7 separate regions of the Mus musculus genome follow, and regions 1, 2, 3, 4, 5 and 6 are each linked to region 7. The links are chromatin contacts, called in public HiChIP or PLAC-seq and promoter capture Hi-C maps. All regions are on one chromosome and are shown on one strand. The core of a region is the stretch at or near the end of the contact, and the rest is flanking DNA. Distances in the headings are between cores, read along the strand shown.

Evidence for each region. Promoter capture Hi-C pulls out the DNA fragments that hold promoters and counts their contacts. HiChIP or PLAC-seq counts read pairs in DNA pulled down with a chosen protein or histone mark. Capture Hi-C pulls out chosen DNA fragments and counts their contacts.
Region 1: a promoter capture Hi-C map of the HPC-7 cell line shows a contact between it and region 7. The contact joins the promoter of Tifab here to the promoter of Txndc15 in region 7. A contact is called at or near these places in 3 of 39 promoter capture datasets (the C10 cell line, the HPC-7 cell line and embryonic stem cells).
Region 2: a promoter capture Hi-C map of liver shows a contact between it and region 7. The contact joins the promoter of Prelid1 here to the promoter of Txndc15 in region 7. A contact is called at or near these places in 8 of 39 promoter capture datasets (the HPC-7 cell line, cranial neural crest, frontonasal cranial neural crest and 5 more), 4 of 115 datasets of contacts at active chromatin or transcription factors (embryonic stem cells, large pre-B cells, pro-B cells and 1 more) and 3 of 9 other capture datasets (adipose tissue, liver and macrophages).
Region 3: a promoter capture Hi-C map of liver shows a contact between it and region 7, with 2.4 times the contacts expected there. The contact joins the promoter of Lman2 here to the promoter of Txndc15 in region 7. A contact is called at or near these places in 11 of 39 promoter capture datasets (the C10 cell line, the HPC-7 cell line, cranial neural crest and 7 more), 2 of 484 Hi-C or Micro-C datasets (CD4 T cells and muscle stem cells), 2 of 115 datasets of contacts at active chromatin or transcription factors (the SCID.adh cell line and regulatory T cells) and 3 of 9 other capture datasets (adipose tissue, liver and pancreatic islet).
Region 4: a contact with region 7 is called in a promoter capture Hi-C map of second pharyngeal arch cranial neural crest. The contact joins the promoter of Slc34a1 here to the promoter of Txndc15 in region 7. A contact is called at or near these places in 8 of 39 promoter capture datasets (the C10 cell line, cranial neural crest, erythroid cells and 5 more), 1 of 484 Hi-C or Micro-C datasets (embryonic stem cells) and 3 of 9 other capture datasets (embryonic tail, liver and pancreatic islet).
Region 5: an H3K4me3 HiChIP or PLAC-seq map of bone marrow-derived macrophages shows a contact between it and region 7, with 3 times the contacts expected there. The contact joins the enhancer-like site here to the promoter of Txndc15 in region 7. A contact is called at or near these places in 6 of 39 promoter capture datasets (the C10 cell line, frontonasal cranial neural crest, hippocampal neurons and 3 more), 2 of 115 datasets of contacts at active chromatin or transcription factors (bone marrow-derived macrophages and embryonic limb bud) and 2 of 9 other capture datasets (embryonic trunk and pancreatic islet).
Region 6: a contact with region 7 is called in a promoter capture Hi-C map of liver. The contact joins the promoter of F12 here to the promoter of Txndc15 in region 7. A contact is called at or near these places in 4 of 39 promoter capture datasets (the C10 cell line, cranial neural crest, liver and 1 more), 1 of 115 datasets of contacts at active chromatin or transcription factors (thymic regulatory T cells) and 3 of 9 other capture datasets (adipose tissue, liver and pancreatic islet).

The regions. Positions count from the first base shown.
Region 1 is chr13:56,177,402-56,181,487 of GRCm38.p6, forward strand. Tifab (TRAF-interacting protein with forkhead-associated domain, family member B) reads right to left here and starts at 1,484. Exons shown (of 3, transcript NM_001168615.1): 1 at 1,146-1,484. It overlaps Gm31657 (a long non-coding RNA gene), which reads left to right. Exons shown (of 8, transcript XR_382472.1): 3 at 2,653-2,838; 4 at 3,750-3,856.
Region 2 is chr13:55,320,449-55,324,669 of GRCm38.p6, forward strand. Prelid1 (PRELI domain containing 1) reads left to right here and starts at 1,607. Exons shown (of 5, transcript NM_025596.5): 1 at 1,607-1,833; 2 at 2,405-2,630; 3 at 3,883-3,996; 4 at 4,079-4,157. The coding sequence starts at 1,742. It overlaps Rab24 (RAB24, member RAS oncogene family), which reads right to left and starts at 1,532. Exons shown (of 8, transcript NM_009000.3): 1 at 1,090-1,532; 2 at 942-1,010; 3 at 654-732; 4 at 479-546; 5 at 297-396; 6 at 55-105. The coding sequence starts at 1,206.
Region 3 is chr13:55,361,296-55,365,634 of GRCm38.p6, forward strand. It overlaps Lman2 (lectin, mannose-binding 2), which reads right to left and starts at 1,488. Exons shown (of 8, transcript NM_025828.3): 1 at 1,093-1,488; 2 at 826-944. The coding sequence starts at 1,294.
Region 4 is chr13:55,397,653-55,401,826 of GRCm38.p6, forward strand. It overlaps Slc34a1 (solute carrier family 34 (sodium phosphate), member 1), which reads left to right and starts at 1,996. Exons shown (of 13, transcript NM_011392.2): 1 at 1,996-2,083; 2 at 2,785-2,914; 3 at 3,036-3,185; 4 at 3,273-3,401; 5 at 3,475-3,618. The coding sequence starts at 2,806.
Region 5 is chr13:56,158,668-56,162,384 of GRCm38.p6, forward strand. No RefSeq gene overlaps it. Among named protein-coding and RNA genes, the nearest start is that of Gm31657, 6.1 kb to the right of the region's middle. Within about 2 kb of position 1,289, at least 103 of the 459 cell types and tissues checked have an H3K27ac peak or open chromatin away from gene starts, as enhancers often do. A contact at or near this core is called in bone marrow-derived macrophages and embryonic limb bud, where this site is marked.
Region 6 is chr13:55,424,308-55,428,184 of GRCm38.p6, forward strand. It overlaps F12 (coagulation factor XII (Hageman factor)), which reads right to left and starts at 2,497. Exons shown (of 14, transcript NM_021489.3): 1 at 2,405-2,497; 2 at 1,996-2,053. The coding sequence starts at 2,461.
Region 7 is chr13:55,712,923-55,716,788 of GRCm38.p6, forward strand. It overlaps Txndc15 (thioredoxin domain containing 15), which reads left to right and starts at 1,728. Exons shown (of 5, transcript NM_175150.3): 1 at 1,728-1,922. The coding sequence starts at 1,856.

The DNA of each region.
Region 1 (4,086 bases), core at 234-2,733, 460 kb after region 7:
TCAGTGTCCAAGGGGCATGTGGGAAGGCCCCATCCAGGGTCTGCTTGGTCCCTGCCTGGCTTTAAAGAGTAGACACGGTCATATCTACACGCCCCACACCACCTAGGATTTATTGCCACTTTTAGCAAGAACCAAGGGCCGAGTGAGGTTCCACAGTAATTATATTCTTTCTCTAGCACTTGGCTTTGGTCTGCAATATATATATATTTTCTGCTAAGAAGACATGTTCTATCTTAAACTCTGTGGGGAAAACATTGCTCATCTTTCAGGGCCTGGTTCAAATGCTTTCTTCCCTGAGGAAAGTGACCTTGTCTCTGTCCTGTGACATCAACCACAAGGACACCTGGCCAACCCCTAACTTTTCATGTTTGCATTCCCCCAACTCCCAGGCTCCCAGAGTTCCACAGGCTCTTGTCTTCCTCAAGCTCCACTTCTGTCTCCCAGGCATAGGGTATGACCCACCCTGTAGTCCCTATAGCACCAGACCACAGAAAATGTCTGGAGGCATACCTGCTAAAAAAAAAATAGGTAAGGATATACCCACATACAGAAGTCATCTCTCAGCCCAATGAAAATGGGAGCCTAGTTCTTGAAGGCTGTGGGATAGGGAGCCTGTGCTAGTTTGCCAGGCTTTTGCGCTGTTGTTTTTTGAAGGTAGTATATCAATGGGGATATAGTTGGTAGTGGGGCCTTGTCCCCCCATTCCCCCGAGGATACCCTTTCCCCAGCAGACAGATGGATACACCTCAGGCTACTGCCTTCTGACCCTGAAGACCATTTCTTCCTGAGGCAGGATTCAGGTTGAGCCCAGGATGGAGGGCTGGGCACCAGTGCCCTTGGACTTGGTGAGAGTACAGAGTTCATCCTTTACAAAGTCAGTGTCATGGCCCAATGATATTGAAAGTAAACGTGGCCCTGTGGGATCTCTCTCTGAGTGCCGAGCAGTCATGTCTGATGGAAGCAGCACTCCTGCAGAGGCAGACTTGTTTGTCTTGGATCCCAGTTGATTGGGGAGAACAGAAACCCAAACCTCTTAATAGTTACCATGGCTGCTGACAAATGGAAAGGTGCTGGCTCTGGCCAGGGTTCCTCTCCTAGCCTCACCAGCCTCCCTGGGGGTCCTGGTCCCCACGACCTTCACCTACCTTACCTCCGGGGTACACCTGGCACTAACTCTGCAGCTGTGTGATCAGGCAGGACCTGGGCTGGAGGAAGACCTGGGCAGGCAAGCGCGTCCGTGGTTCGGGCGTGCACTGTGTCAGAGAGCACGTCAGCTCTGCCGCTCTTCCTTTTTCCTCTAGGAATGAAATTGAAGTATTATTTTCTCTTGCAGAAGTGGAACCGCTTGCTTGAGTTGTGAAACGGGTGCCTCTCTAGGAGGGGCCTCCGGATGGTACGCTTTCCTGGGTCTCGGTGCTCCAGCCTCTATTATTTCAGCCTCAGAGACCACAGAGTATCAGCTTCTTCTGTCCTCTGAGGGCAGAGAGCTGCTGACAGGGAGTTCCTGGGTTATGAGGTTCCTTCCAACTGTCTGGGGTTGGTCAAGGAAGCCGTACGTAATGGAGGATCTCTAGGGAGTCTCAGAAGAGACTGAGACACAGGGGAAGGGAGCCTGTGGGCACTCATGGGAAGGAACAGGAGCATGTGGGTACTCATGGGAGGGGACAGGAGAGCATGAACACTCATGGGAAGGGACAGTAGTGCATGGGCACTCATGGGAATAGGCCTCATTTATTGCATGCAGAAGGCCACCTGCTGACTTTGTCCCATTTCTCTCCTTAAAATGACATTTAAGATACTGTACTTCTGAATTAACCTGCTTGGCATAAGACAGACCTTGGATGAGATCTCCGGAGTACAATTGCCTACCTTTTTTTTTTTTTTTTTAGTTTTTATTTATTTATTTATTTATTTATTTATTTATTTATTTATTATTGTATGTAAGAACACTGTAGCTGACTTCAGACACACCAGAAGAGGGTGTCAAATCTCATTATGGGTGGCTGTGAGCCACCATGTGGTTGCTGGGAATTGAACTCAGGACCTTCCGAAGAGCAGTTGGTGCTCTTAACCACTGAGTCATCTCTCCAGCCTCCTACCTTCTTTATTTTCTGATCCCATTGCCTTTTTTTCCCTCAGGATCCTGTCACTGAAGAGTGACTTGCTGGCCCAGCTCAATGAAACAATGATGACATCTTAAGATGGGCTTCATTGTATATATTCTATATGTATTTAAAATACATAAACACTTATGTATGTATTATTAAAGCCAATCTAGGTGGAATGGTTACATATAGTTACAGAGTTTCAAATTCCTTTCCATTGTCCAGGATGCAAGGACATAAACTGCTGCTAGACATAATAATGTAAGGACACGTGCTCTGATTTCATGTATAATCGCTAAAAGAATAATAATGTCTCTGTAATATCAAGCTAATAGATGGAGAATGGGACAAAAAGCAGTTTCAATGAAGGCTGTGTGTGCTTAGAAAGGCCAGCAGAATAAGGAGGACACATACGCAGGTGGAACAAGGATAGCCCAATCCTGGCCTACAGTTGGGTTGGGTAGAACGAGAGAGGGGACCATCATGCATTGCTTTCCCTGAGCAGAGACTCACTCATTCCAGAGGTTCTCCCGCTGTCTGCTTTCAGGAGGATTTGCTGATGTGCTGAGTCCTCCAGCACAGTGCCTTCGAGGCTCAGAGGCTGCTTGCTCTTCAGGGGAGCTCGGAGACCCAGCTATTCCCCAGTCTACCCTAGAGTCAGTGATTTCATCACTGACTCCAAAGCTCAGAGGTGACTTACCAGGGTCACATAATCAATCTCCGGCACAACCAGGTGAGGACCCCGGTGGACTGATCCCCAGTCCCCAAGGCCTGCCCATAGTGGAATTCCTTGTTTGCTGGGCCACAGAGTCCCTCTAGGCCATGCTTTGGGGATAGTCTTCTGGGTCTGGGATGAGGGGAGTTCTTACTCTGTCATCAATGATTCGGGCTAGGTGGGAATGAGCCAGGCTGCCTCTCAGAGCCACTGATGGCTGGGAACAGGGTGCTTTTAAGAGGCATTTAGCTCAATGGATGGATGGATGTGGCTTTAGAACCTCCACCTGCCCTTTCTGCACCCTTCCCCCACCACCTGTGCCCAGGTCCTCCTGGCATTGAAAGAGGAGGAGTAAAACAGGGTGACAATAGTAGCCCAAGAAGTGGCTCCAGCCCAAGGAGTAGCTCCAAGGATGTTGCAGGCTTACTGATGGCCTGGGAGGATGAAAAGCCATGTGTAGGTTGAACAGCTGGATAGGACCTCAGGCTCATTGCCAGTGCTGTATCCTACTCCATGAAAACAGCCACTGTTAGCATTTCTTCTAGGCTCTGCCTCACAGTTACCTGGCAACAGCCAGGTGTGCCTGACTCACTATAAAAGGGGCTGTTTGCCCCCTCCTCTCTTGCTCTCTTCCCTCTGTCCCCTCTCTCCCCATTTCCCTCCCCTCCCCTCTTCACATGTTCATGGCTGGTCTCTATTCCTCTTCTCTCTCTCTCTCTCTCTCTCTCTCTGCCCCCCCCTTTCTCTGCCTCTACTACCCCCTCAACTCCCCTCCCCATGCCCTAAATAAACTCTATTCCATACTCTATGGATGGTACCTTAGGGGGAAGGGATGCCTCACATAGGTCTGCAGGCACCCCTCCCACCTCACCATACCTCACTCTACCAAACATATCCCTGGCTTCTTTTTCTTTTATAAAACACAAAAGCCACAACCTCAGATGGATGGATGGATGGATGGATGGATGGATGGATGAGTCAAAGCCCAAGAGCCACAGTGAGGTGCCTCAGGGACTGACTGCATACACAGAGCTGGGTGAGTCTGTTGCACAGAAGGGCACGTCTTCTGAGTCTTTGCCTACACAGGTCTCTCAAGCCTGAAGACAGCCAAGCCCTTCTTTCCAGAGGAGCTCCATCTCAGTGTTCCCCATGTCTACTGGCCTTCTAGTTTACACAATAGCTCAGTGATGATCACTGCTTCTCTGACTGCAGAGCTGGGCCAGATGTGGGCCTCTGCCACTCCTCTGAGTGTCTCTCTTGCAGATG
Region 2 (4,221 bases), core at 357-2,856, 390 kb before region 7:
TTCTGCTCTACTGTCCTGCCTGTTCCTGCTGACAGGACCCAAGACAACACTCACCCACACTTTGGCCTGTCTTGCTGGATGTTTCAAAGAGTTGGGCTTTGATATCTGCAAAGAGAAGTGACTGTCTTCACACTTGGGGAGCACACCTAAATGTAGCTAACAGTTCAGTCTCCTGAACCACACAGGTTCAAGAAGGCCAGAAAGCAACCAAGACTGTCATTCCCATCTTTGAAATACACTCAGGCAGATAGTACCCGCCCCCAAGCCCCCATCCTCAGAGACTTAAAAACAGCTACTATCGGCATAGTCCTGAACATCATGGAAGTCTACACGACGGCGCCGCCTGTCTTCCTCCAGCAGGTCACTCTTAGTGCCACACAGGTAGATTTGACAGCCCTGTAGCAGAAGACAAGGCTGAGATTATCTCCACAGACCAATACAGTCTCTGTCCCTACTCTTGTGATATCTGGCCACCTACCTCTTCTAAACTGCGCAGCTCCTTAACCCAGAACTTGGCTCTCTCAAAGCTGCTGCTGTCAGTGAGGTCTTGGTAAGGGTAAGGCAAGAGACACATAAAGATCAGCGGCTTCCCTCTGATGCTGGCCTGTAACCTAACCCTTACTACTTGAACACGCCAGAATTCAACCCCTTACCATAACAGACAATTGCAGCTTTAGCACCCCGGTAATAGATTCTGCTCATGGCTTCGTAGCGCTCGGAACCTGCTGTGTCCTGAGGGGTGAAAGGAGTTAATAAGCTCCTTCACAAGACTACAAAATAGGCCCCATCTTCCAGACAACCCCCCCTCCTTTTTTTAGACGAGTAAATGGGTGTGAGGAAGGAAAAACGACCTCTATGAGGCTCCAGTTGGCTGGTTTAAGAGGCAAGACATTAAATTCGGGAGACAGGTTTGCACAAGACTCTGTTCTCAAGGGACTTACCCAAATGCCCAGAGTCACCGTCCGGTCTCCAACGCACATCACCTTGGCCACGAAAGCAGCCCCGATGGTCTACAACCAGGGAAGAGATAAGTGTGGAATACTGGCCGGACCCCTTCCTCCCATGCCTGCTCCGCAGGGGTGCACTCACGTTCTGATAGGGCCCCACCAAGAAGCGGTCGTGCACGTATCGTTCCACCAGGCTCGTCTTGCCCACGTATTCCTTGCCCAGCATAACCACCTTAACGTCCACGCGCTGCCCGCTCATGCTCCCTGGGCCGCCTCACCCACTTCAGGGTCCGCGCGGCCCAGGCAGAGCCCAAGCCTCAGACCCCAACCCCAAGGGCCTCGCACCTCGCAGGCCCCTGGCGCCTCGGCCCGGGGCGCTCCGTCCTTTGCAGAGCCGCGGCGCGGGGACGCGGACAGCGCCCTCCACCGCGCCGCAGAGCCCTGCGGTGCTCACCCGCGCGACCGCCGCTGCGCCCGAAGCTCCGCTGCGCCGGGGTTACCGACTGAATCTGGGGTCCTCGTAGCTAACTCCAAACAGCACCTCTGGGACTGGAAGCCAAGAGGCGGGACGCCCGGTCACGTGACGCGGGCGCCGGAAGTGGCCGATCCTATGCATCCGGCGCCGGAAGCGTCGTGCAGTCCTATAACCCCTGATGGCGGCGGTAGGGACCTGGGCGCGGTCCTGCGGAGATTGAGCTGCGAGCCTGGCGGGCGTGCGCCTAGCCACGTCCCCCCCACCCCCGGGCTCTTCACCCTGATGCTGCACGGGTGCTGAGCCCGTCCGGGTCGGGACGATGGTGAAGTATTTCCTGGGCCAGAGCGTGCTCCGAAGTTCCTGGGACCAAGTGTTCGCCGCCTTCTGGCAACGGTACCCGAATCCCTATAGGTACGTGGCGTTGGGTAGAGCGAGTCGCCTTCCTCTCTTCTTCTGGAGATCGCACCGTAGGCTGTCCTTCAATAGTGGAGTTTGAAAGACTGGACAGAGTCCGATGTGGGCTATCTGCGGAACTGTGGCCACAGTTATAGCACAAAATCCTTATAGGATTAGAATCAGTCCAAGCCTCCAAAGTCCTCGAAGAAGATTGTCTAGTTTGTGATTTATATTGGGCTCTAGATTTCTATTTTGCAGTCCAAAGGTGGTTGGACAGGAAGAGGCGGCAGCACGGGAGTTGAGCGGTATTTCGGGGCCAGAAATCCTGAGGATGGTTTGCTTACCTGCTGCTGGCGCTCTCTAGTGGTATAATTCTTGAGATTTTGCTCGCTTTGGAGAGCCACAGAATCCATGTCGGGTGGAGGAGGGAGTTGGAATTTGCCCGGGGATAGGTTCAGTGTACTCTAATTCTGAACCCGGGCACAGATCACAGATTGCAGGCAGCCATGACCTGGAGGCGCTAAATAGGAACCAGTAGACATGCTGTCAAGAGCAGGCTCCTGAGAATCATCTTTAACTCTTGCAGCAAACATGTCTTAACCGAAGACATAGTGCACCGGGAGGTGACCCCCGACCAGAAGCTACTGTCCCGGAGACTCCTGACCAAGACCAACAGGATGCCACGTTGGGCAGAGCGACTGTTTCCTGCCAACGTTGCTCACTCCGTGTACATCCTGGAGGACTCTATTGTGGACCCCCAGAATCAGACCATGACCACCTTCACCTGGAACATCAACCATGCCCGGCTGATGGTGAGACTTCCTTTGCTCCCTCAAAATAGTTGCCCTTCAGATTTCAGGCAAGAGAGTTGTGGGAACTTCTGTGGCCAGAGGCAGGCCTAAAATACCAATGAGCTGCATCTCTAGAGTTCTGCCCTTAGATTGGTCTACCCTTTCGATTGGTCAGATTCTCTGGGACTGTCCCTTGGCTCTCAGATGGTGGGGAAAGACACCCCTGTTCTTTTTTTCTTTTTTTTTTTCCCCGAGACAGGGTTTCTCTGTGAAACTCTGGCTCTCCTGGAACTCATTTTGTAGACCAGGCTGTCCTCGAGCTTAGAAATCTACCTGCCTCTGCCTCCCAAGTGCTAGGATTAAAGGCGTGCACCACCAACCACTGCCCGGCTGACACCCCTTTTCAAAGCTTGTTACAAGTACTGTGCGCAGAGCAGTCAGTTGGTGACATGCATGCATGCATACATATGGGGGGGGGGGTGGCTTTCAGGAATGATGCTGATCGAGAAAGGGAGGCTGTGGCTTCCCTGTTGGAGTCACATCAAGTGGAGATAACTGGGGTGTGCCTCGGTTTGTGCATGAGATTTGAGGAAGTGCATTATATGGATCTTGTATGCTTTGGAAGGCTTGAAAACCCATGTTTGGGAATGTTCACACAGTGTGAATAACCTTCGAGCTTCTAGATGATTCTTTCTCGGCTTCTGTAAGCCTGAGAGGTGGAAATTGTGCGTTTCAAAAAAGAAAAACTTTATATAAAGATGTGCCACTCACAATCCGTGAGTAAGGCACCTTTTCCTGCCCAGCACTGTCTGAAGTCACCTCAGCTGAGAGCTCTGCTTGGTAGATATCACATTGACAAGTTTGTGACTACTTCACATTCTTCAGGAGGCTGCCGCTCCCTTTGTTAATGAAAGCTGTCATTTTTGGAGTGTGTGCGCGTGCTTGCGCACACACACAATACCAGGAAGTTCAAAGAGGAGAGGGTAGAAGGCAGACGAGAAACACTGCTCACATCTAGATCCAGAGGCCCCAAGATCGGGTTGGAATAGCAACTGATCCCAAGAAACTGTTCTACTTGGAAGGGTCAACAGAGAGGTAATGGAGGCAGAGCAGCCTCCCTCTGGGCCCAGGATACATAACGGGAAGAACTTTGTCATTGCTTCCCCTTGTGAAGGAGACAGGGACAGTAGCATGGTAGAGACAGGGTGTGAGCGTGCAAGTGAGCAGAGCATAGGGTGCTTCTTTGAGGTGCTCAGCCCAACTTCCCTTGAAGGTGGTGGAGGAACGATGTGTTTACTGTGTGAACTCTGACAATAGCGGCTGGACCGAAATCCGTCGGGAAGCCTGGGTCTCCTCTAGCTTATTTGGCGTCTCCAGAGCTGTCCAGGTAAGAGGCTGCAGGGCGGGCAGGGCGGGGCTCGGCTCTGGGTCATTGAGTAACTCTCCCATCCTTCTCCCTCTCCTGCCAGGAATTTGGTCTTGCCCGGTTCAAAAGCAATGTGACCAAGACAATGAAGGGCTTTGAATACATCCTGGCCAAGCTACAAGGTGAGGGCCCTGGACACTGTGTCAGGAGTTGGAGAAACCCTCACTCCCAGTAGCCTTGACCAAT
Region 3 (4,339 bases), core at 238-2,737, 350 kb before region 7:
AAGCCATGGCCTATCCCTAAATCACTTCTTTTCTCCCCTTGGACAACCTACACTCCTTGGTGTAGACATTGCACAACACTGTTACCACACCAAGGCAATAACATCTCTGGCTCCCTGCTCTCTAAAGGCAAAGGCCACAGCCAGTAAGTTCAGTGTAGATATAGCTAACAAGACTCTCAACCTAGCACAGAGAAAGGTAACTAGGACTGTTAAATATCTTGAAGGGGGGTTCTCCCATTGCTAACCAGGAGGCATCGGGTGTATCAAGGGAATTGATAAGAGTGGAGATCAGAAAGATCAGTTGAAATACTGTTTATTCTATTCGGTGGCTATATACTACCTCAGCATAAAGTCACGAAATCTATTCATTCCAAACACCTTGTTTGAGAACTAAATCTGGTAAGGTTTGGCAAGGTCAGTACCCTACACACAGTAAAATAGGCCGTAAGGATAAAGTTTCGCCCTTCCCTCGATTAAGTGGGTTCGATTTAGTCTGACAACTCCACTCATTTCTTGTTCTATGACTTCAGGGATGTTCAACTCTGCACCTTGGCTTCTTGCTTCGTAAGCCATCAAAAAAGCAGACATCATTACTTACCTTGTGTGATTTCTGAAGAAAGAGGTGAAAGTGTTTTAAGAGTCACGCACACTTTCTGACATACAGTAACTATACAAGTCGCTCTGAACGATCTGTGCGACCAGGACAGAAAAATCGGCAGGACAAGAAAAAAAAGGAGCACGTGTATCTACTAAGCTTGGTTGCTGACGAGGCAGGGACTACTGTGTCAGTGAACGGTCATGTTCAGCCTCTTGGGAGAGCCTCACCTGGTGGTTCCAGATCGAGCCCTCTTTGCTGCGCTCGTCCGGGGTCAGGCGCACGTACTGGCTCGTCAGCATCGTGCTGCCTTGGAAGTCCCAGAGCGGCATGGAACTGGAACCGACCCCTGTGGGCAGAGACGGACGTGGACAGGTGCTCAGAGGGCCGCGCCAGAAATCTACTGCGCTGCGCTGCTCTGCTCGACAGAACGGGCCATGCCCTCCTCCATCCCACTTCGGCCCGCGTCCTCACCCTCAGCTACAGGCCTCCCTCACCTTGGTAGGGCTTGATGAGCGAGTGCTCCCGCTTGAGGTGTTCGCTGTTGCCGTCGGTGATATCCGCAGCCACCGGCCCCAGCAACAGAAGCAAATGTAGAAATGTCGTGGGGCTCGGGCCGGGGCCAGGAAGCCCAGGCCTCCCTGGGCACCGCTGACCCCAGCCCCAGCCCCAGCGCCAAAGCCAGGCCTCGGCCGCCATTCTCCTTGTTCTCTCGGCCACTTCCGCCCTAAGACTTCCGCCTTCCGGGTGTCTTTTCTAATGGTCTCCGGCCGGAAGCCCTCCAAACTAGGATCACAGGAGAGTTAAGAAGGAAAGCCTCGCCGCCAGCGGGATGGCAGCCTTATTGGCTGGCCAGCCTCCTATCCCAGTAGAGCGCGGCTCCATAACTTTGGAGGTTCCTGGTCGCCTGACAGCCGGCCACGGCCGAGGGTTCTCATGAGCGACAAGGGGATCCAACCAATCATGGAGCAGCACGTTAGGCTTGCAGGCCAACGAAATGCAGAGGTCTCTCCTGGGACGGGGGAAAGCGAGCAGCGTCGTCGAAGCGGAGCATGCTGGAACTTGTAGTTTCGCGGTCTGCTTGTGCAAGCCGAGCACCCTGCTCAGTCCTAAGCTTCTGAAAAGATGGTGACTTTGAAGTGACCTTTCCAGTACAGTGGGAAAGCCTCACTGGAGTGACTCGGTGGGTGGGGCAAATCCTTTAGGCCACCTCAAGCTAGTACCACGCCTCTGGAGACTTAAAAGAGGCCAGTTATTTGAGGACCTCCTCTACCCCGCAATGACTCCAGCAGTCAGATAGAAGCAGGAGGAGCAGATCAGATTCTGACCTGGAACCTCAGGGAACGCCGGAAGACATCTGACTCCAAAAAGTATCAGTTCTTGTTGACACACCAAGTGTGTGTGGAAGGACCCAGGACAACTGGCTCCGGATAGTTGAACACTGTGGTCTCTAGCCCAGATACCATTCTATTGTACCTATTAATCTACTTAGGAAAAAGTTTAGTTGCCAGTACTATTTTTATTTTTTTTTAAAAAAAAAAAAGGAGCTTAAATTTACCTTAGAAATCCTGATTTCAGGGGCTGCAGAGATGGCCCAAGGATTAGGCGTACTTACTGCACCAGGCTGGCCTTGAACTCACAAAGATCTACTCGCCTCTCCTTTCTAAGCACTGGAATTAAAGACATGTGCTATTTATGCATGCCTTCCAATATACTTTAAATCATCTCTAGATTACATGTAACACTTAACAAATTGTATGTAATAGTGATGTTGATAGGAAACCCCAAAAAAGTTTGTGTTCAGTAAAAAGTGTGCTGGCTAGTTTTGTTTTGGTTTTGATTTTGGTTTTTTGAGACAGGGTTTCTCTGTATAGCCCTGTCTATCCTGGAACTCACTCGACAGACCAGGCTGGCCTCAAACTCAGAAATCTGCCTGCCTCTGCCTCCCAAGTGTTGGGATTAAAGGTGTGCACTATCACCGCCCAGCAGAAGTGTGCTGGCTAGTTTTATGTCAACGTTTCACAAGCTAGAAAGGAAGGAACATTTGAGTTGAGAAAATGCCTCCATAAGATCTGGCTATAGGGCTGGAGAGATGGCTCAATGGTTAAGCGCACTAACTGCTCTTCCAGAGATCCTGAGTTCAATTCCCAGCAACCACATGGTGGCTCACAACCATCTGTAATGAGATCTGATGCCCTCTTCTGGTGTGTCTAAAGACAGTGTTAGTGTCCTCATATAAATTAAATAAATAAATCTTTAAAAAAAGATCTGGCTATAGGACATTTCCTTAATTAGTGATTGATGCTGCAGTAAGGTCCACTCCATGGTGGGTTGTGCAATCTCTGGGCTGGTAGTCCTGGGTTCTATTAAAAAACAAGCTGAGCAAACCAGTAAACAGCACCCTTCAACAGTCTCTGTATCAGCTCCTGCCTCCTCCAAGTTCCTGTCCTGTTTGAGTTCCTGTCCTGACTTTCTTTAGTGATGAACAGCCAGTGATGTAGAACTGTAACCCAAATAAACCCAATCCTCTCAAAGTTGTTTTTGGTTACAGCAATAGTAACCCTATTTAAGACAAGAAACAGGGCTGGTGAGATGGCTCGGTGGTTAAGAGCACTGACTGCTCTTCTGAAGGTTCTGAGTTCAAATCCCAGCAACCACATGGTGGCTCACAACCATCCGTAACAAGATCTGACACCCTCTTCTGGAGTGTCTGAAGACAGCTACAATGTACTCACATATAATTAAAAAAAAAAAAAGACAAGAAACATTTTTTTCTGAATATCTCTCATCTATGATTAGTTGAAACCACAGATCTAGATCCTGTTGATATGAGGGTTATGTTTATAGATATATATTGTGTGCATGTGTGTGCACATAAATATATAGAAAGAGAACATACCTGTACAACAAAGGCCTCCCTGCTTCTTGTCTCCTAACGAGCACCCTCTTCAGAGATTTCCCTGCACCCGTACACGCATTGCACTAAACTTCACTTGAGGGCTGAGCTTGTCAGGTACAGTCCCAGCTGAGTCCCAACAATGTAGAGAAGCACACCTGGGAACTAATTAGCTGGTGAAAGTATATTTGTTCTAGAACCTGTCATTGGGTGGTGGAGAAGAAGGAGGAGTTCATCCAGGGTTTGTCTGCAGAGGCAGCAGAGCTAGGGTGTGAACTGAAAAAGAAGCACAATGGAACAGACGAGGAGTTTGTGGTATCTGAGCATCGTAGCGTATTCCTGCAATCCTTGGGAAGCAGAAGCAGGAGGGTCAGGAATGCAGTCATCCTCGGGTACATAAGGATCTTGAGACTACCCGAGGGCTGTGGGAGACTCCGTCTCAATCAAACAAGCAACACTGTGGAATTGGGAAGCGTGGTGGATAGGTGGTATAATGGTTGCTCTTCACAGCCAACTTGACTGGGTTTACAGTGACCTTTGAGACAGATCGCTGGGCATGTCTGTGAGGTGTCAGTGAATATGGAAGGCTTATTCCAAGTGCTGGAGTCCTGGACTGAAGAAAAAGGACAAAGCAAGCTATGCAAACAGCACTCATGTCTGTCTGCTTCCTGTCCACAGAAGACAGGTGAGCAGGGTGCCACATAAGAAGATGGACAGACAGTGCGCTGTCCTCTGATCCATCAAACGGGAGCCATGAGCAGCATTCATATAATAGTCATGAGGACCAAAGCAAATCTTGTTAGGAGAGGACCTTGTATACCGTAATGCACCCCATGAAATCTGAATGC
Region 4 (4,174 bases), core at 746-3,245, 320 kb before region 7:
AAAAGCAAGCCAGGAGTGGTGGTGCACACCTTTAATCCCAGCACTCGGGAGGCAGAGGCAGGTGGATTTCTGAGTTCGAGGCCAGCCTGGTCTACAAAGTGAGTTTCAGGACAGCCAGGGCTACACAGAGAAACCCTGTCTCAGGTGGGGTGGGGGGTGGGGGAGATTTGGTCAAGCAAATTTATGGTCACTCTTCCTAAAATGTGAGGGTGCAGCACAGGGTCAAATCGCTTTCGTAGCACTGTGCAGTGCCTTGGGTTCCATCTTCAGCATCAAAAAGCCAATTCCGGTTTTACTTCCCATCCTTTCCCCTTCCTTTTGAGCATTCTTTGGCCTAAATTATTGCTTTAGGTAGAGCTGGAATCTGACCAAGCTGGGTCTGTTCTGCACTCCTCGCCACTGCACAGAGAGCCCTCGGAGAGTCACTATGCCCAGACCGTGAAGGACTGATCAGTTAACCTTGCTTAACTTGAAGCAGGAATGTGCAGAGGGGCCTGTCTTCTGTGGTAGAGAACAGTTAGATAAATGTTACCCTGAAGACACTGAGTGGATCTGCAGTTCCAGGGACCCTGAGTCATCAGAGGACAGCTGAGGAGTCTTGAAGCTCTGTTGGCAGAGAACCTCAAGGTGACCCCAGAGCCTGGTCTCTCAACCCTATCCCTGGCCCATCACCCCTGCTCTTGTTGTGGTTTCCTCTTCTGCTTCCTCAGACATCCCAACCTCAGCCCAGCCTGCTTTGCTCCCCCTGAGTTAAAGGAATTCATCCTCTTCCTTCTCTTGAGACACCCTGCCCTGCTGTAGAACACTCTAGTGTGGTGGTTCTCAACCTATGGGTTGTCTGAGGGTTCCCATTTCACAGGGGTCACCTAGGCCCATCAGAAAACACAGGCACTCCCATTAGGATTCACAACCATAGTAAAATTATAGTTATGAAGGAGCCATGAAAATAATTTTATGGTTGGAGTCACGACGATGGGAGGAAATATATTAAAGGCTTGCAGCGTTAGGAAGGCTTGGAACCATTGCTCTAGGGTACCTGCATTTGTCATGACACTTGGTTGCCATTTCTACTCGCTTAGAGATGACATCATTTGCAGCCGTCTCCTGGCCAGACTTTGAACATCCTGAGGGGCAGTGGCTGTGTGTGGTTTTACTTAGGACTGTACCCCAGCATCTAACTCAGAACTTAGGATCTACTATGCACTCATGAATCACTTGTTGGGTTTGGGGATGTGGCTCCCGTGAACTCTTTCCCACAGGACTTACTGCATATCATGCACTTCCAGATCCCAACTGTTCCTCTTCCTCCTTCCCAATGCCTCTGGGAAGCTTCCTGTCCCCTGTTTCTCCTGAGCCCACCTTAGTTCAGCCAGGCCACCTCTTCCCCGGGTCTCTCCTCCGCATCTCAGCTGCTGCCCCTGCTTCCAGACACTCCTTCTGACAGATCCCATAGCAACACTTTAAGAAGGATGCTAAACCACAGAGCCATCTCTTCTTGGTCTGGGCAGTGACTCTGTGATCTCTTAATCTCACATCGTGATCCATTGTTCAGCCCTGCAGACCCTCCACGGTTCAAAGATGCAGCCTCACTGGGATTCTCCCCTGGGCTCCCCCTTCTGTTGAAGTGTACCCCTTAAGACATACACAGCCTCACAGACATCCAGATGCATGGCAAGGTCACCAGATGTCTGGGTCACTCTCTGGGGAGTCCTGTCCATTCATAAGCCAAGAATGGACAGGAGACACAAAATTGCTTTTGAGTCCCTAAGAACAAGGTACCAGAGGGGTGTCGGAGTCTCTGTCCATGACCAGGATGAGCCTGTACCCTGTGGGTTGTGATTTGTGCTGGTGTAGTGAGAGAGGACAGTCTGACCATAGGCTCCCCCTGCAGAGGTGAAGATTAGCAATTAACTGGAAGGAATCTTGGGGGTAAAGTTAATTTAATGGGGAAAAGAGGGAAGGCAGCTAAAGTTCTTCTAGTTCATTAAGGACTTTGCCCTTGACCCGAGGGTATAAAGAAGAGGGTCTTAGTTCCTCTTTAGACTTCCCCAAGCAGCCGGGCTGGAGCTGAGCCACAGTCAAGGTGAGCCCAGGGCCCCTGTGTCCCAACCCTACCCCTATCCCTTCACCCTAGCTCTTTCTGGGTTTCCTCTTCCTGCTACACATGACATCCCAACACCAGCCCAGCCTGCTTTGCTCCCCCTGAGCTAAAATAATCCCTGCTCTTCCTTCTCTCGAGAGCACCTGTCCTGTCCTGTCCTGCCCTGTCCTGCCCTGCCCTGCCCTGCCCTACCCTGCCCTGCCCTGCCCTGCTGTGAACACTCTAGGCATAGTGGTACCTGAATTCGTCACAATACCTGGTTGCTATCTCTATTCACTGAGACATTATACATTTGCAGCTGTCTCCCCACTAGACTTTGAGAGCAGTGGCTGTATGTGTCTTTAATTGCTACTGTACTTGAGTGTCTAACTCAGAACTCAGCAAACACTACGCATTCAGGAAATACTTCCTGGGACTGGGGATGGGCCTCAACACTGGAGTGCCTGCCTCCTATGATGAGGCCCTAAGTTCCATTTCCAGCAAAACAAATCAGCTACAAAACCCTACTGGGTGGATGAATGGCTGCTTAGGTCTGTGACAAGCACCTGGGTGTCCATCTCTAGATGTGTCTGAGGATGAAAAGAATCACAGACCCTAAGTTGGATATCATCTATGTGGGTATGAGTGTATGAATGTCCCAGACACAGCAACTGTCAGATTTGTCCCAACCTTTTGATATGCAGGACTCATTGTGGGTGCCCAACATGATGTCCTACAGCGAGAGATTGGGGGGACCGGCTGTCTCCCCACTTCCAGTCCGTGGGAGACACATGGTGCATGGGGCAACCTTTGCTTATGTGCCCAGCCCACAAGGTAAATATTACTCCTATACCCTGAGACCTGCTTGCCCACAGTTGGCTACCTGCTGTCCCTCTACCTGTTTCTTCTGGGTTGCTGAGGCCTCTGGGAAGTCCTAATCAGTCTCCCTCCTCAGTCCTGCACAGGATTCCTGGAACATCCACCTATGCCATCTCCAGTCTGAGCCCGGTCACCCTCACAGAGCACAGCTGTCCCTGTGGGGAAGTCCTGGAATGTCATGACCCACTACCTACCAAGCTGGCTCAGGAAGAGGAGCAAAAGCCAGGTAGGCCAAGTTGGGGAGCAGTGGGATTATGGGCGGTCACTTGCTCTAGTGTTCTGTCCACTGTCTTCATGTTTGCCCCACCTCCAGAGCCCAGGCTGTCCCAGAAGCTTGCCCAGGTTGGCACGAAGCTCCTGAAGGTGCCTCTGATGCTGGCTTTCCTTTACCTCTTTGTCTGCTCCCTGGATGTGCTCAGCTCCGCCTTCCAGTTGGCTGGAGGTAGGGCCCAGGTGGAGAAGGGCAGGGAAAGGGTTCAGAAGGGTCTCAGTTGACACTGGCTTCTGTTCTGCAGGGAAGGTGGCTGGGGACATCTTCAAGGACAATGCCATCCTATCCAACCCAGTGGCAGGGCTGGTGGTGGGGATCCTGGTGACAGTTCTGGTGCAGAGTTCCAGTACCTCTACATCCATCATTGTCAGCATGGTCTCCTCCGGCTGTGAGTCGGCCCAGCATGGCCGGGGATAGAGCCCAAGGGCCTGGTCCTTCACGATCGGGGCAGGCATGTGGAATTGCTGAGGAGGCTGAGGGGAAGGGTGGGACTTCAGCATCTCTTGCACTGTCCCCTGAAACAAGGCCAAGAGCTGAGTCAGAAAGGAGCTCCGGGAGCTGGGGAGTGTGGCAGAGGGGGAACCACAGCTCCTGGAAGGCCACCTCCCTTCAGCCACACCATTGCTCAGGAAAGCCAGAGAAAGCCAGCCAGTAAAAACCACCCCACGCATGCAATCTATTGCAAAGAATTGACTTACAGGGCTGCAGGGATGCTCTTAGTGGTCAAGAACACAGGCTGCTCTTCCAGAGGACCCAGCTTCAATTCCCAGTACTCTCATGGCAGCTCACAACTGCCTGTAACTTCAGTTTCACCTTGAGTTTCAGGATCTCCAACACCTTCACTCAAACATACATGCAGGCAAAACACCAGTGCACATGAAATAAAAATAGATACATCATTAAAAAAAAAAAAGAATTGACTTTTGAGATTGTGTGGCTGGGTG
Region 5 (3,717 bases), core at 39-2,538, 450 kb after region 7:
GTGTGCACCTGTACACACATGCATGCGTTATCTATACAACACACAGGGGTGATGGGGGAGGAAGGAGTGGGGGGAGACGGATAGGGGGAGGGAGACAGATAGGGGGAGGGGGAGGGGAGGGGAAGGGGGGGGAGGGAGAGGGAGAGGGAGAGGGAGAGGAGGGAGAGGGAGAGGGAGAGGGAGAGGGAGAGGGAGAGGGAGAGGGAGAGGGAGAGGGAGAGGGAGAGGGAGAGGGAGAGGGAGAGGGAGAGGGAGAGGGAGATCTGGTCAAGCTCTACTTCTGAGAAATGCTGTGTCCTACCAGGCTGTCATGGTTACACCTCTCCTACAGTCTCTCCCACCTGCCAACACCTCCAGGACTAGGAAGGACTTGGCCTGGTTCTGCCCTCCCAGGCCCCACATCACCAATGCACATTTGTACTTGAGTCTCTTGGGGGGGGGCGCAATCAAGCAAGGTGGAGAAGGGTCTGTGGGCATCTTGCCAAGGGGCACAGGTCTGAAACGGAAAGGAAGTGGGTTTGTGGTGAACAGGCGGGATCAGGTCCTCCAGAAATCTAGATCAGCCCTCCTGTTGTGTTCACGGTCAGTGCTGTGCCTTAGACCCAGAAGCAGATGCTTCCGCTCCCGCTCAGAGATCGCTACCTTATTGCATCTCTCAGCTTAGAGCATTTCCGTTTGGTGGAAAGTCAGCTTGCACAGTGGCCCAAGACAGGCCCAAGCTTTGAGCTCAGGATCAAACAACCTTAGGCCTAGGTCCTTAGCTGGGATTTGGCCTCCAGGGGCCACTCCCCCATTTCTTCTGTGCCTCTGCTGGCCTCATGACTTGCCCTCCCTCTGTGCAGTCAGCGAGAGTCATTCTTCAGATAAAGTTGGTGCGATCATAAAGTGGGCAGGGCGACATTTCTTCCTCCCCGTCCCAAGCCGCGCCTCCACTAGGCTGCAGGAATCTCTGGGAAAATTGTTCTGGAAAAAACCAGAGGCATTTTTTTTATGACTCTCTCCTCACCTAAACCTGCTACACTAGGACAGAGCACAGACCCTCAGGCTCTGACCATTATCCTCCAGTTTGGACTCTGGCTGCCCTGGCTTTGATGTTGTCTACTAAATGACCACCGGGTCACCGGGGAGCTCTGATCTCTCCAGCACCTAATAATTCAAACAACCTGAAGTCAGGAGCGAGCTAATCAGGCAACAGCCCTTGCAGCTGCAGGATGGGGCTGACAAGGAAGGGCGTCATTTTCAATCTGAGGCGCTCACCCTATAGCCTGATGACCTAGGCAGGCAGGCAGGCGACACCCTTCTCTGGCTAAGGAGGGGATGAGCTGCAGTCCTGCAAGAGGGCTGCTGGGCTGTGGCCACCGGTTGGTCGCGGGGTTTGAATCATGGTTGTCCTGGCTGGGCCATCGGGTGAGAATTAAATTTTAATTTAGAAAGTCCTGTCTCCGCAGCCCCGGTGGCCGTCGTCTGGTGATTGACTGGTTTCTTTCACCTTTGCATGCCTTGGGTTTTTACTGGCAGAGGAAATGAAGGCTGAACCCCGGGCAGGAAATTCCATGTACACAGGTGTTTCTGATTAGCCCTGTGCACCTCGGCCAGGGGCACAACCAGGGGCCAGGGATTTCTGTGTGAACCTAGAGCCCCTCTCTAGCCTGGCAGCCGTGGCTGCTTTGTATCTGGGGAAGGCAGGGCAGGACACTTAGGCTGATGCAGGGCAGAGGTGCCAACAGAGTGTCCTGCCTGACCCCAGGAGCCCCAAGACCACCTGTCATCTATACAGGATTGCACAGTCTCTGCTGCTGCAGTGGGCAGCGGGAGCCCCAGAGCCTGACCTGGGAGATTAGCATCCTGAGGTGTGTTTACACATTGTAGGCCACTCTTCATGTGGCTGACCTGCCCCCATTTTCACATCTTCCGAAGGGCTTAGAGATCCTAAAGTACCCCCTTCACTTAAAAGGACATCTTCAGAGGGGTCAGGAAGGGCAACCTTGGGCTTGGTCTGAGATGGCCATCTGCAGAGGTGGTTTCAGAGGCCGAAGTAGCAGCTTCCCCATCCCATCACGCCTCTGCCGCTGTGGGAATATTCCCCCATTAGTCCCTCGATAGCACGAACAAAGGCACTTAGGGCTCCCATTCAACCCAGATGCTATACCTTGAAAGCAGAGGAGCCCAGAGAAACGACACAGAGGCACGTTTGGTACCACGGAGTAAGTGACCACCCCCACCCCCAATCCCACCTACCTGATTTCACATCTGTAAAATGGGCATCATAAGAACGCCGTGTGCTGAATCAGCATGTGGGGTAATGAAATATTTTCTGTCGACTATCAGGTGCCTGCATGGCTAGAATAGAGCTGACAGAATCCATACCTAGTTCCCACTTGGGCATATGCACCTTGAGAGCAGCTCCAAGGGAATTACCCCAAAAGTACATTTTAAGGGTGCATTGGATTATAGCTTCAAACACAGCCCAAGATATTCCAACACTTCAAAGGCAGATGTAACAGGCATAGACCCAGAAAAAAAGCCTAGTATACAAACTTGTCTATCTCGATTATTTGGAAAACCAAATAATTGTAAATGACTGCTTAGGTACTAATTTTAAGTCACTAGTAGGTTACTGCAGCACAGCAACGGAGGTAGAGGTGAACGTGTATAAGATGCTAAAGTTCTAATCAGCCTAAGACCTGTGGTGTCAGCAGAGGACAAGACTAATGTGACGTCAGATGTGTTGGGGGAGCTTGAGAAGGCCCTTGCCCTACAGAGGACACGGAAGCAGGCCATCAGCCTGAATATGAGTGGCTTCAGACAGAGGTTCTTGGCATGAGGTACAGACTGGTGATGTGAGACTGATCCACACCATGGTCAGCCGTGTGTGTGTGTGTGTGTGTGTGTGTGTGTGTGTGTGTGTATGTGTGTGTGTATGCATGCATGTGTGCAAGTGTATGCATGTGTGTGTGTGTGGGTTGCCCACCTGTGCTTGTACAGGTATGAGATACGTGTCTTCCTCTATCACTCTCCATCTCCTGCCCTGCCCTGCCCTGCCCTGCCCTACTACCTCCACCAAGCAAATGTTTGTTGACTACTGGCTCCAAGTGGAGACTTACTGATTTAAACAGTGATACTTTTATTACATATTAAGGTGTGTGTGTGTGTGGGAGGGGTGGGCATCAGCCAGAGAAAGGGCAGCAAAGTCTATCCACAAAACTAAAATTTCTCCTCCAGACCCTGACTGGACCTACTATGTTCTCTGAGACAGCGTTTCTCGATACAATTGGATCTTGCCATTTTAGCTAGGCTGCCCAGCCAGTGTGCTCCTGGCACCAGCCCATCTCCACACCTCCTGCACCGTGGTTATAGGCACAGCCACTGCACCAGCTTTTTACACGAATCTGGAGGGTCCAAGGCCAGGGCCTCATGCTTGCCTGGCCAACACTTTACCCACTGAGCCATCTCCCCAACCCATATCAGCCTTCTTTAATAATCTAAGTTCTGGAGTCCCTACCACTCTGTAGGGTTGGAGGGAGAAGGGAGAAAGAGAGAGCTAGCTCTACCTAACACTAAGACTAAGAGAAGAGAGACAGGTTCCTTTCCCTGAGGCTACACCTCAGGACATTTGACCTCTTTAGTTAGCTCTAGGGGCAGAGGATTTGTGCTGCGCTGTAGGCATGCCTGCTGCCAAGACTCCAAGGGATTCCCTTGAGATCCCCCAAACTCGGT
Region 6 (3,877 bases), core at 1,247-3,746, 290 kb before region 7:
CTGATGCCCTCTTCTGGAGTATCTGAGGACAGCTACAGTGTACTTACATATAATAAATAAATAAATCTTAAAAAAAAAAAGAAATAATTATTGGGGCTATGGGAGGGTTTGGAGGGAAGAAAGGGAGGGGGATGATATGATTATATATATGTATATATATATGTGTATATATATATGTGTATATATATATATACGTATACACACACACACACACATATATATGTGTATATATATATATATATATATATATATATATATATTGTTTTTGTTTTCGAGACAGGGTTTCTCTGTGTAGCCCTGGCTGTCCTGGAACTCACTGTGTAGAGCAGGCTGGCCTCGAACTCAGAAATCTGCCTGCCTCTGCCTCCCAAGTGCTAGGATTAAAGGCATGTGCCACCACTGCCCAGTGATGTAATTATATTATAATCTCAAAGAGAAAATGAAAAAGAAATCACTGTCTACTTCAGGGGAACACCGTGAGGCTTAGTGGCAATGCTTGGGACATTGAGTCCAGGACTCAGTAGGTGCTCAACAAATGTGTTTTGTTTCTTCCTCTTCTTCTTCTTCTTCTTCTTCTTCTTCTTCTTCTTCTTCTTCTTCTTCTTCTTCTTTTCTCCTTTTAGTGGCAATTTAGCAACAGGGTGATAGAGAGAGGGAAGGGTCCTAGAACTTGGAGACAGGGGGCCATGGTGGGTCAGGTTGAAAGGGACAGCAGCTGATTGGCTTAGAGTGGTTAGGACAGAAGCCTGGAGGGTCACACTGAGTTGGGCTTCAGTGAGAGACATCACACTACAAGCCTCAGCTTGACCCCACAGACAAGGCTCACTGTGGTAGAGTTCTGTACTCACAAGTCCTATAGCAGGGTTTGGGGCAGGATGGGGGTGGAACCCTTCACCTAAGTCAAATTTACTAAAAGTTAAGATTTTTTTTCTTGGGCTGGAAAAATGGCTCAGCATTTGAGATCTACTGTCTGTTCTTGTAGAGGTCCTGAGTTCAACTCCCAGCAACCACATGGTGGCTCACAGCTATCTGTAATGAGATCTGATACCCTCTTCTGGCATACAGGTGTACATGCAGATAGAACACTCATACATAAAATAAATAAATAAATCTTTAAAAAAGAATTGTTCTTTCTTTAATTAATTAATTATTTACTATATGTGTTGCTGTCTTCAGACAGACCAGAAAAAGGCATCAGATCCCAGTACAGATAGATGGTTGTGAGCCACCATGTGGTTGTTGGGAATTGAACTCAGGACCTCTGGAAGAGCAGCCAGTGCTCTTAACCTCTGAGTTATCTCTCCAGCTTAAGAAAGAATTTTTTCTTTAAAATTAAAAAAAAAAGGAATTTTTTCCCCTCACAGTGCTGCAGACCAAACCCAGGTGTGTGTGCGTGCATGTTGGGCAAGTGCTCTGCCAGTGAGCTATGCCCTAGCCTAAGAGCTAACATGTTAGGGCATTTTCCTGGCAGCAGCATCTACAACAATGAGGAACCCTTTCTCCTCAGCAACCCGTCTAACTTTTCAGACAGGGAAAAATGAAGCAGAGAGTAAACTCACAAGTGAGAAAGTTAGGGTTTGGAGACAACTTGGGGTGTCTGTGATCTTGGGTGAGTCTAAAGCTCTGTTCTGGCTCCCATCGCCCACTGAAGCTCTGAACTCTACCGGTTATGTCTGACATTCTCCAGGAGTGTTGAAAGGAAAGGGAGGAAGATGGGGAAACTGGCGAGCACTTGTTGGTGTGCAGGTGTGATGACATCATCAGATGACATCATCTCCAACACTACAGAGTACCTGCCAGGCTCTAACACAGGCATCCAGGACAGCCCAAGCCTGGCACTCCGGGCACACATCTGAATCTGTAGGCACCCAGGTTTAAATGTCAACGGAACAGCTTGGCTCAGGATCCCTCCTTGCTCCAGAGGCCTGAGACCACGCAGGCTAAAGCACAGCCATCCCCACAGAGTAGATTAGGAAAAGAGGCCAGATCACTTACCCACTGTGGGCCCATCAGGTGCGTCCTTAAATTTCTTGGAGTCTTTCCATGGTGGAGCCTATAGGAGAGAGAAGGCAGGAACATTGCCCACAATGTTAGACTTCCCTTGATCCTATAGGCCTCAACCTCCTGCCACCTCGCCAAAGTACAGGATTTCCTCACAAAGTGTAGCCTTCCTTTCTCTTCTCATTGACTCCCCCACAAAAGTAGCCTGTGTCCTCACATCCACCAGCATGGGCTGCTACCTCCTTTGTTTGGATCTTCTGGGCTAGCTGTGCCTTCCCCCAACCCCCACCCCCACCACAAGTCTCTCAGTCACCTGAACTAGCAGGTGACAGGCAGAGGCTAAATCCGGAACAGGGACCCCTCACTGCCACTCTGGCTCAATCCCAGTGTCCACCGTCCTCACCGAAAGTGTCAGATCCAGACTCATCAGCAGAGACCCCAGGAACAACAGAGCCGTCATGGCGTCTGCCGATGGCCCCGCTGCCTGCCCAGGAGTGAGGATCAATAGATGCGGGCAAAGGTCTCAGAAGCTTCAGAGGTAGAGATTGGTCAAGCTTGCTCCTGGGTCTGAGGAGCAAGGGCTTCATGGGAGACCCAGCAGAACAGCGCTGTAGAAGTGTTTTGAGCAGGGAGTCACTGGTGGGAGTAGCGGACTGAAGAGTTAGGTTCCTGCCCTCCATTTTCCTGACTTTACTAGGATGGTGTTCCAGGTCCTGTTGAGGGTAAGGTAAGAATGATGGGACAAAACCTGCTTTCAGAATCTTACAGAATGCTTATGTGACCTTCCTTCATGCAGCTTCCTTCTGCTGTGTGACCAATTACCACACTCTGAGCACCCTAAAACAATGCCCCCCAAAACTACTTTTACGGATGCACAGACCCATGGGTAAACACTTGGTGCTGCATAGTTAGAGTTTCTGCCCAGATCATCAGAACGCTGAGGTTCAAGCTGAAGTCTCTGGAGCCTCTAAAGTGAGATCCCCCCCCAGGTCCTGGTCAGAACTCACTTCCATGTGGCTGCAGGACAGATGTCCCAGCTTCTTCTCAGCTGTCGACCACGGCTACGTGTGATTTCTACATTTCTGGCCACCTACTTCCTCTAACTTTAAAGCCAGTGTCAGGGCTGGAGGTGTCGCTCAGCAGGTATGGACTTTAGATCCAAAGGATCCAGGCTCTATTCCCATCTACCTACAGGAGGGCTCAGAGCTGTCTATAACTCCAATTCCAGGGGTTCTGATTGCCTCTTCTGGACTCTGCAGGTATCAGGCATGCACATGGTGCATGGGCATGCATGAGGGAAAACATTGTACATAGAATAAATAAATTAATTTTAAGAATTAAAAGCAATAAAACAGAGGGTGGAGCAGAGAATGTCCCTGCATTGAATTGCTTCACACTGTGTCTGCTTTGCCAGGAAACTTCTGGTCCCTTTTCAGGGCTCATCCGATTGGGTCAGGCCCATCAAGGATACTCCCACAGAGTGAGAGTCCATGGCGGTACATGATTTTACTGCCATGATGCAAAGGCAGGTAGGTCTGTATGAGTTCGAGGCCAGCCAGCTGTCTACACAGTGAGTTCTGGTTAGTCAGGGCTGTGTAGCCAGACTCAATATGGGCCCTTAATCACAGTTGCAAATTCTTTTCCTCTGGAGACACTATGTTTCTCAGGTTGACTTAATTGTGATTCTCCTGCCTGCTTCAGCCTCCCTAATTTCCTGTGCCACCATGGCCACCTACATCGGCAAATTCTCTTACAAAAGGACTGGGGATGTGGCTCCTCGGTGGAAGCATGAGACTCAGTGGCAGAATGCTCGCCTAGGATGCATGGCCTTGATTCCCGGTGCCTCAAGGAAATATTTTACAAAATAACCTCAATC
Region 7 (3,866 bases), core at 478-2,977:
CCAGAGTGCTGAGATTAAGATTTATTTACTTTTTTAAAAAAAGACTTACTTATTATATGTAAGTAGACATCTTTAGACACTCCAGAAGAGGGCACCAGATCTCATTACAGATGGTTGTGAGCCACCATGTGGTTGCTGGGGTTTGAACTCGGCCTTCGGAAGAGCAGTTAGTGTTCCTAACCGCTGAGCCATCTCTCCAGCCCACTAGCTTGCTCTTTATGGTTTGCTCAGCCTGTTTTCTTATAGAACCCAGAATCAACATGCCTGGGTGGCCCCACCTACAATGGGCTGACCCTCCCACATCAGTCACTAATTAGGAAAATGCTCTGTAGGTTTCCTACAGCCCCACCATATGGAGGCATTTTCTCAGTTGAGGTTCCCTCCTCAGATGACCGTAATTTCCCATTTTGTCAAGATTGTAGTAAAAATTAAACTTTTATTAAAATTTTTTATTTAAATAAAAATTATTTACATTTTATGTTTCTGGGTGCTTTGCTTGCTTGTATATATGTGTGCACAGTATGGTACTGATGGAGGCAGTACTGGATCCTAGGAGCTGGAGGTGAAGAAGGCTGTGAGCTGCCATGTGGGTGCTGGAGATCAAACCCTGGTCCTGTGTTCTTAATGAGTGAGTCACTCCTCCAGGCTCAGGCTCTGAGCTTTAAATGCCAGACACTTACAGGACTTAAGTACTCAGGTTAGAGGCACATGCTTTGGAGTTTGAGTGACAGTGGACTAGTACCCAGCTACTAAGTTACTAAGTATTACAGCGTCTTGACTCAGATTGCCAAGACCTTTGGTTCATAACCCTTGGCCTTCTTCGAGAGCAGTATGTACTCTTAATCTCAAAGTTATCTTCCCCTCTCCCCTCCCCCTTTCTGCTCTCATCTCTTCAACTCCCTTCCCCTCCACTCTTTTCTCCTTCCTTTTCCCACCTCTCATTTTTGAGACAAGGTCTCATTCTGAAGCCCAGGCCAGTTCTGGAATTCATGATGTAGCCCAGACTGGCTTGGAACCCACAGTAATTCTCCTGCCAGAAGAGGGCATCAGATCTCATTATGGATGGTTGTGAGCCACCATGTGGTTGCTGGGATTTGAATTCAGGACCTCTTGAAGAGCAGTCATTGCTCTTAACTGCTGAGCCATCTCTCCAGCCCCCCTAAGTGTCATTATCTTAGGAGTCCCAGTGTTAAAACCAACCAACCAATTTGCCAGAAGTAGCAAATTATAGGATAGACAGTTACATACACACATACAGCAGTTATGCGAAGTTCAAATTTTTTTTTTTTTTTTAAAACTTCAGTCTTCGGACCTTCGGAAGAGCAGTCGGGTGCTCTTACCCACTGAGCCATCTCACCAGCCCGCGAAGTTCAAATTTAACTGGATCTATCCTCTGTCTGGCAACACAAGCTAGTGCAACATGCTGAAGTAATACATCAGACTATCTGTGATTTCCCAAGGTTCTGTCCCTCCTCCATTGTGCACAAGTTTCTTGGCCTTTTTGTCTCTTGAAATGAAAGGTATTAACTCCGCACACAGGTTCAGTACGTGTCGCAAGCAGCGAGGAGTTCTCATGGGAATGGCTATTGATGGCTGCTCGAATCCTACTTTGATACTTGTTCCCCAAAAGCGGCTTCCAGTACAGGTCGCACAGGCCTGGCTAGAGGCCGACCGCCCGACTCCAAGATGGCGTCTGCAGCGTCGGCCAGGAGTCAAGATGGCGGCCCGCGGCCACGCCTGCGCTCTGGGCTCTCCTCCCCGTAGTCTCCCTGGGGCGGGGGGTGCGACTCCGGTTGCCGGTGCGCCGATTTTCTTCCACCGCGGTGGCTGTCGCCGCGGCTCCCTGTCGCGCGCCATGCAACTCCTCTGCTGGTGGCAAGTCCTGCTGTGGGTGCTGGGCCTTCCGGCCCACGGCCTGGAGGGTGAGTGCGGATCGGGGTCCGGCGAAGGCGGCTGCGTGGGGCGACGCGCTGCCACCCGCGGGCGGTGCGGGACGGTGCGTGGCGGTGGGGGTGCTGGGCGGCGGAGGCCGAGCCTGCCCAGGCCCCTCGGCGGGCCTGGCCCGATACCCTCTGCGATGCGCACTTTATGATCAGCCGTCAAACGCAGACACCTGACTTTTGTTGTGTCCTGATTAGAATCCCAGAGCTCAGATCTCCTCCAGTCCTTCCAGCCGCCGCGGGAGACTGCTTCCGTTAATACCTTCATTTCACAGGCTGGAGACGAGGAGGCTCGGAGGGAATAAGCTATTTGCCTGTTCGCACTTAGTAGTAATATCAGAGCCTGAGGTCTCTCCGACTTCAAAGTTCACGCTGGAGTTCGCTCTTGCTGGGCCACTGTTTGAAAGTGGCCACTCTAGATTAGTTGGGATCTGTCTGAAGAAAACACCAAAAACCAACATCAGATTCCTGGGGCCCGTGTTTATGTGGGGACCCCTTTAAGTGGGTAAAGGAGCCACTCTGTGCTAGAGTGGGGAGCAGAGAGAGGCCTTCTTAGTTCATGGCTCTTTTATCCACTCCTATTAAAAGACCATTTCTTTCTTTCTTTTCTTTTGGATTCATTTATTTATTTTTAGTTGATTAGTTAGTATTTTTTTGAGACAATGTTTCTCTCTGGAACCTGGCTGTCCTAGAAATTACTCTGTAGGCCAGAGATCAAGAGATCTGCTTGTCTCTGCCTCCCGAGTGCTGGGATTAAATTCCACCACTGCCTGATTTACATCAAACATTTTTTGTTGCTATTGTCCTTTGTTTTGAGACAGCTCAGACCGACCCCCCCTCCCCCCAATCCTCCTGCCTGCCTAGGGCTGTTTCCATTTAGGGATGCCCAACCTGGAACTGAGACTCAGGACCTAAATCCTCTTTCAATATTATGCAGCCATAGATGAGGGCCTGAGATGGAAGCCAGTGTCTGTCAGATCTCACAGCCAAAAATTGAAATTTTCAATCTATTTAATCACTAGCCTTTAAAATGAAGATGTAAGTGGGGCAGTGGTGGTGCACACCTTTAATCCCAGCATTTGGGAGGCAGAGGCAGTCGGATTTCTGAGTTCGAGGCCAGCCTGGTCTACAAAGTGAGTTCCAGGACAGCCGGGGCTGTACAGAGAAACCCTGTCTCGAAAAACCAAAAAAAAAAAAAAAAAAAAAAAAAAGATGATATATGGAATAGTTGGCTCTCTAGACTTCTTTCTCAAAAAGAAGGCACTGGAACAAGCAGAGAATGGGGTCAGAGTGTTGTAATAAGTCTCGGCACCCTCCATCAGTGTTTATTACAGGCCTGTGGTGTTCCTGACCAGAAAGCAGCAAGGCTGGGAAACTGCTCCCTTTGGCCTGTGCTAGCTGTCTGAAGGTTCTAGACGGGTTCAGCAGCTGCCACCAGATGTGGTGGCACAGGCCTGTGATCTTACCCCAGCGTAGGTGGAGGCAGAAGGCTGGGGAGTTCAAAGCCTGTAGCAGACAAAAGAAACAGAACAATATTAGGTTTTTAGTTTCTCTACATTCAGTGCATACATTAATAGTTCCTCACTAAATACTCAGATTTCCCAGAGTTAGTAGTCATTGTGAACTCCTTGCAAAATGCACTATTCCTTCACACATTCGTACAGACCCTGAAGATACCACAGACTGACTAGGGTATTGGTCACGTGGTTAGGCTATAGCCTGGGCATAAAGGAACCTTCACAGCTGGTTCCTCCTCAGAGTGGCTGAAAATACAAGGCTTCCCCCTCCCTCACACCCCCAGCTACTATTGAGGGACTAGCATCTGGTTTTAGGGGTGCTGCCCAGGGACCTAGGAATGAGAGTGAACAACTGCCCTTGAGTTCCAAGATCCTGTAGTCATCTTTACTAGGGAGTCTGTCAGTGGAT